Linked DNA regions of Mus musculus: region 2 is linked to region 1. A link is a contact called in public promoter capture Hi-C data. All regions are on one chromosome and are shown on one strand. The core of a region is the stretch at or near the end of the contact, and the rest is flanking DNA. Distances in the headings are between cores, read along the strand shown.

Evidence for each region. Promoter capture Hi-C pulls out the DNA fragments that hold promoters and counts their contacts.
Region 2: a promoter capture Hi-C map of embryonic stem cells shows a contact between it and region 1, with 4 times the contacts expected there. The contact joins the promoter of Eef1akmt3 here to the promoter of Pmel in region 1. A contact is called at or near these places in 5 of 39 promoter capture datasets (the C10 cell line, cranial neural crest, embryonic stem cells and 2 more) and 1 of 9 other capture datasets (liver).

The regions. Positions count from the first base shown.
Region 1 is chr10:128,704,643-128,707,910 of GRCm38.p6, forward strand. It overlaps Pmel (premelanosome protein), which reads left to right and starts at 1,616. Exons shown (of 11, transcript NM_021882.4): 1 at 1,616-1,716. The coding sequence starts at 1,644. It overlaps Cdk2 (cyclin-dependent kinase 2), which reads right to left and starts at 409. Exons shown (of 8, transcript NM_183417.3): 1 at 70-409. The coding sequence starts at 185.
Region 2 is chr10:127,039,792-127,043,059 of GRCm38.p6, forward strand. Eef1akmt3 (EEF1A lysine methyltransferase 3) reads right to left here and starts at 1,603. Exons shown (of 3, transcript NM_001205036.1): 1 at 1,427-1,603; 2 at 1,197-1,308. The coding sequence starts at 1,603. It overlaps Mettl1 (methyltransferase like 1), which reads left to right and starts at 2,141. Exons shown (of 6, transcript NM_010792.1): 1 at 2,141-2,279. The coding sequence starts at 2,188.

The DNA of each region.
Region 1 (3,268 bases), core at 366-2,865:
GGTAGGGGGTTGGGAGGGGGACAGCCAAGAGGTCCGGGCAAAGGAGTTCCGGCTCCGGAGGCCACTCACGTGTCGAGCCGGATCTTCTTAAGCGCCACAACTTCTCCCGTCAACTTGTTTTTGGCTTTGTACACCACTCCGTACGTGCCCTCTCCAATCTTCTCCACCTTTTGGAAGTTCTCCATGGAGCGCTAGTGAGGCGGCTCAGGCCCCCGGGAGCGGGGCCCGGGAACCCTGACGAAAGCGGGCCCGACACTCGGAGCGGAGGACCTGGGGGACCCCGGGTGAGCACGGCAGTCCCAGCTCGGGATGGAACGCAAGGAGAGCTCAGCCCTTGACAATTTGTCCAACTTGAAACAATGTTGCCGCCTCCCCCACTGCTCCAGACGGCCATCCGAGACCCCGCCCCTCCTTCCCGCGTTTCCCTGGCCCCGCCCCCCGCCCTTCCGATTGGTTCACGTCACGAGGGCGGACCGGACCATCGCGCTCCCGCCTCAGAGGCCCCGCCCTGGGCGGGCGAGCCGCGGGGCAGCTGCACAACTTTCCCGCAGTTCCTGGTTTAGGCTCCGCAGGCCGGAACTGGTGGTGTTTCTGGTCTACGGATTTCCTTACCTTTCCCTCACAATTTTCACCACCCCTTGGGTGAGATTAAAATTCCACCTGGACAAGAGAGTCTCTTTTAAAAAGCAAAACCTGGGAATCTTTAAAAGAAAAAGAATAATGTATTTTATTTTAAATGGTGTGTGGGTCTGTGTGTCTGCATTTAAGTTTTCACAGAAGCAGCAGGTGCCCTGGAGCTGAGGTTCTAGGCGGTCGTGAGCCTAACTTGGGTGCTGGAGCTGAACTCTGGTCTTCTGCAAGAGCGGCTTGCGCTCTTAACAGCGGTGCTGTTTCTCCAGCACTCTCGCCTGCTTTTTGGAAACATCTCATAATGCAGCCCTTGTTGGCTGGAATGCGTTCAAAAGTCCAGGTTGTCTTCGAACTCACAGAGATCCGTTTGTCTCGGTCTCCATGTGGGGCACAAAATCCGGTCTCTCTCTCTCTCTCTCTCCCACACACACTCCCTCCTTCTCGCCTCCCTCCGCTTTCTTTTTATTTTTCTGAGACAAGGTTTCTCTGTGTAATCTTGGCTGTCCTGGAACTCTAGTCCAGGCTGGAAAATCGGGACTCTTATTGTAAAGGATTCTTTGGCTAGATAATAGAGTCGTTTCTCAGCCTAGCTTAATACTGTCTCACTGTTTCGGGGTTCATTGGCTGCCTGTGTTGTTTTATTGCTGGCAATCTACCCTCCCAGCCCCTTCTGGATGCTTTTGGATAAAGGTGCTGTTTCTGTCTTAAGGATCTCTTGGTTTGACACAATTCTCTTCACTCTGTCTTGCTGAATTGTGACTGTTAAGTATGTGAATTGAGGCTGCCCATCAGTGAACTCTTTCCAGAATAAGTGTGTCAGTGAATGTGACCCAGCGAAACCAGAAACTGTCATTGAGCTGTGTGGGATGAAATCAGTTCTGGCCCTTTCCTTCTTCCCAGGTTTCCCCTCCTCTGGAGGGAGAGGAGGAAGGCCTATGCAAATGACCATCCCTTTCTATATAGGGGCTCGCTCCCACCCCCTGGTACCTTTGGCTGCTGGCAAGAGGACCACTATGGGTGTCCAGAGAAGGAGCTTCCTTCCCGTGCTTGTGCTGAGTGCTCTGCTGGCTGTGGGGGCCCTAGAAGGTGAGTGTGGGTGGGTGGTCAGGAGCAAGTGCTATTAGCAATTGAACACCAGCTCTGGGTTTCCCCCTTCTAATCAGACAAGTCAAAATACTTTAGGCTTGTCCTATTTGATTTTAGTGAAGATATGGTTTTGTTTGGTTTTTTTATTTGTTCAAGACAAGGTCCAGTGTAGCCCAGGCTAGCCTCAGATTCACTGTGTACCCACGGATGAACTCAAACTCCTCATCTACCTCCTAAGTACATACTTAAACCGTTGTGCCCAGCTTTAGATGTGAACCTTAGGATCAAGCATAGAGGTATCCCTATCTGATGCAGGGGGCAGAAGGCATGGCACTAATTCTGAGGCTGCTTGGAGCACTCAGCGAAATAGGGGCTCCAAGGAGGTGACATGGTGACATGTCCATGGTGACATGGAGATCCTTTGGGTAATATCTTAAATGCAGTGATAGGAGATGTAAAGTAGAGAGAAAAAGAGTAGGGTATTCAGGAAGGCCAAACTGACAGACCACCTCTGCATCAGGGGTGCGGATGGATGAATGTATCCCAGGCTTGTCTCAGAAGGGTCTCAGCTGAGCATCACATGAAAGGACTCTGGGGGATTGAGACCTCGTGACAGGAGCAAGAGGAGGGAGTTAAGGATGGCGAGAGGGTCTGGAATGTCCCGTGCTGCTGAGGAGGGAGAGTGGGCAGTCAAAAAGAATGGTGCGTCTTATGACTGTTCTTGCTTCAGTGGTCAAGCGCTCCCTGAGATGAACATAGAACAGCCCCCCCCCTCCCCCCTCCCAGCAGAACCCTGGGCTTCCTGTGGACGTTAGAATTGGGTTAAGGACACTTCTCTGTGCTGTAATATATTATATATATATTACATACATACACATTATATATATCTGGTTTCTTCACTTGTACTATAATTTCTCTTTTCTTTTCATTACTTTTCTGAGATGTTGTTTGCGATGTTCTGTTCATACCCACACATCTGAGTGAGGCCCTTAAGATACTCTGCTTGCATTTCACACACTGACTTTAGTTTTTGTTTGGGGGCTGTCCCCCCACCACTACCATGTGAGTCTGGGGAACAAACTCAGGTTGTCAGGCTGGGCAGAAAGCCTCTTTACCCCATAAGCCACCTCACTTGTCCAAGAGTTTCTTCTAAATACATATTTTAGACAAAAACAGCAACCAAGAAGGATAGAGCAAATGTGTCCAAATGTTGGTGGATTTTGGATTTGGGTGAAGGGATGTGGACATCCATTTTATTCCTTTCTTTTCAGACATCTGTTTTAGCTCTGGTCTCCCAACGTAACCCCAGCTGGCGTCCAACAACTTGCAGTGATTTTCTTTTTTCTTCTTCTTCTTCTTCTTCTTCTTCTTCTTTTTTTTTTTTTTTTTTTTTTCCAGTCAGGGTTTCTCTGTGTAGCCCTGGCTGTCCTGGAACTCACTCTGTAGACCAGGCTGGCCTCGAACTCAGAAATCCACCTGCCTGCTTCTGCCTTCCTAGTGCTGGGATTAAAGGCGTGCGCCACCACACCTGGCTCTTCTTCTTCGGAGTGCT
Region 2 (3,268 bases), core at 353-2,852, 1.7 Mb before region 1:
ACACACACCTTTCCCCTTTGCCTCCTTCCCTCCCTTCCTACCTGAAATGGGGTCTTACTCCGTAGCCCAGGCTAGCCTTGACTTTACCGAGACACCCCTAATTCCTGCATGCTGGGATTACAGGCATGAACCACTCCACTTGGCTCCTTTGCTTTTCATGTAACTTGCTCACTCCCATCCAGCCGCCTTCCTCCAACTCATCTGCCTGTGCTTCCCCTTGATGGACTGCTCAGCCCTCAAGGTAGCTAGTGAGAGCACAGCCATGCTACCCAGACCTCACCATCATGTATGTTCCGTAGCATCTTCCCACATTGTCCCTCGATAGACTACAAGTTCCTTGGCACACAGAGAATACATATTGACTGACTGAAGGAATAAATATAAGAATTAATGTCTGCCTCTGCAAAGACTGCCCTTGATGTGACCCACTTCTGTTCCTACAAATAAGGACATCTGGTTTACACGACTTAGATCACTAGGCAAGAAGCTTTTGTAGGTTTTTGCTCAAAGTGAAGCACAATTTCCCTGACCTTTTCCTTTCCCAGGTCTCAGCTGCTTAATTACCAATTACCACCCATATATATATTCACACTCGGGTCCTTCAAAATTCATAACCTTGCTTCTTCTAGTATTAAAAACCCTAGGCTCTATTGCAGTACGGTAGCACACACCTATAATCCCAGCACTAGGAAAAAGTAAGACAGGAGGACCAGGCAGGAATTCAAGGCTAATCTCTACGTAATGAGTTTTAGGCCAGCCTGGACAACAAGAGAGCCTGTCTCAACCAGACTACAAAACCACACCCACACCCCCTACCCACACACACACACACACCCAAAAAAAAGAAAGGAAAGAAAAAGATATTTAAAAGATCCTAACATAACAAAGCTACAAATCTTTGATGAGGTTCACTGTCCTAGGTCTCTCCTTCAGAAAATCCATGCAAGCATTTTAGCGAAAGAGCATCTCCAGTTTTTTTTTTTTTTCACGGAAAGCCTATCTTATTTGTTTCAGGTACCCTGAAGCCAACTAGCTTGAGTGTTCTGAACACTCGTCAGCGCTGTCTGCCTTGCAGGAGAATAGAGGTTTGTTAAAAGGAAAGAACTGAGCTGAGTTCTACCCACCCCCAGGAATCCACGTCCTCACTTCTCCACACTCCAGCTCCCCTCCTCCCGCCGCAATGCCAGCTCACGCACCCTGCAGCGCCGCCAAGATTCCCACGATGCCCGTCCCCGCGCCCAGTTCGATCACCTTCTTGCCTCGAAAATCCACATTTTGACTCTCGAAATAGTCACACAGGCTCAGAGCCTATGAGGAAGGGAAAAAGAAAGTGGGAAACTGTCAGAACGGTGTCTCCATATGGGAGAGCCGGGGTCCGGGGACTGGACCTCTCAGGGACCCTCACTTAGGGCAGCCCATTCCTCACCGCATCCCACACGCGTGCCGCCACCCCAAGGCGCGACCCAAAGTTCTGCGTGATGCTCAGCTCGTGCCCACAGAAGCAGAACCGGCTGCTCTCTGAGTAAGAGTCTGTGAAGAGCCGGATCTCCCGTGGGAACACGGATTCGGGCTCAGTTTCCGGATCGGTGCGAGAGCTGGCCATCCGGCAGATAGAGTCCCCGAGCACCCCGGCCAGCGCTCGGATCCCCTCTATCGGTGCGGGGTTGAGGCTGGGGACTGCCAGCCATATGGGCTGCTCCCAGGCACCGGGCCCCGCCTCCCCAGTTCGCTCTCCTTCCTCCAGCTGGACTTCCTAGAGATGGATGGGGATGACCCCCGAGCCCGGGTACCTGGCGCACACAGAACAGGACCCACACAACACCATACGGGCCAGACTTGGTTTGAGACCACCCGGAGAGAGAAGAAATGATGCTTGAGTTTACTGTCAGAGGCGGGTCCCTCACATCCCGCTCACCTGTGGGGCGCACAGGTACCTGTGGGCATTTGAGAACCCAGACTAGGCCAGAACGACCCAAGGGAGGATGCGGGGTGCCCGGAGCTGGCCTCCCCAAAGCACGGTTAGCAATAGCAGGGCGCAGGTTTCCCCTCCCACTCCCTTCAGGGTCCTTTCCCTACGGTGCTACAGAATTTGCTCTTCGCTCTTTAAAAGGCGGGGCCCGCTGGCGGTCCGCGGGCTGCGTCATCACCTCGCGCCGCGAGCTCGGCTCTCCACGTGGACTGCGTGGCATGATGGCGGGAGCCGAAGCCCCCCAGCCGCAGAAGCGCTACTACCGGCAGCGCGCCCACTCCAACCCCATGGCAGACCACACACTGCGCTAGTGAGCGGGCCCGGCGGGGTCCGGGAGGGAGGGAAGGCGGTCGCGCAGGGGCCACCGCTAGGACTTGCGATGGAGCGGGGAGGGTTGTCCGGGTGACACGTCAGCTGAGGATGGCTTAGGGAGATTGGGCAGAAGGCGGAGTTGGCCGGCTGGGAGGGGTCGCGGTGTTGGAGACTTAAAGTCTGGGTGGACTTGCCAGCCAGATCTAGGAAGAGGGGGGAAAAACTATTGCCAAAATGAAGCGAAGCAAGTTGTCATTTCCACCTTCCGGTTTTTCTTTTTAATTTGGTTTGGATTTTGGAGACAGGGTTTCTCTGTGTAGCCCTAGTTGTCCTGGCACTCACTTTGTAGATCAGGCTGGCCTCGAACTCACAGAGATACAGCTTCCTCTGCCTCCTGAGGGTGTGCACCACTACACCCGGCTCCGATTTGGGTTTTTTAATTTATAAAAAGATAAACATATATACACACTCCTGGCCACTCCTTGTTCCATCCTCGCCACACAAAATACATAAACAAAGAGGGCTGGAGAGATGCCTCAGTGGTTAAGAGCGCTTGACTGCTCTTCCAGAGGCCCCAGCAATCACATGGTGGCTGGAAACCACTTCTAATGGGATCTGATTGCCTCTCCTGGTGTGCATGAAGACTGAACACTCATACACATAAAATGCAAAATACACGGGTAAATAAAAATTTTAAAATATACATAAACAAAGTAGTGCTCCAGTGCCTTAGGCAGTCAGTCTCTGGGAAAACCTTACACACATCAGTACCCAGAAGAACTTGGCAGATCTGCAGCCATAGCCTCATGATGGGACTGATTCACACCCTAGAAGCCAGGGGACTTCCCATTACACCTTCTACATACCACATGGTCCCTGCATGCAGAGTTTTTTTCTAAGCCTACCACCCCCCCCCCAACTCTTACACAAAATGTCTGCACTGGTATGTACAACAGTCTCATGTGTCTCATGTCTTCTTTCTAATAG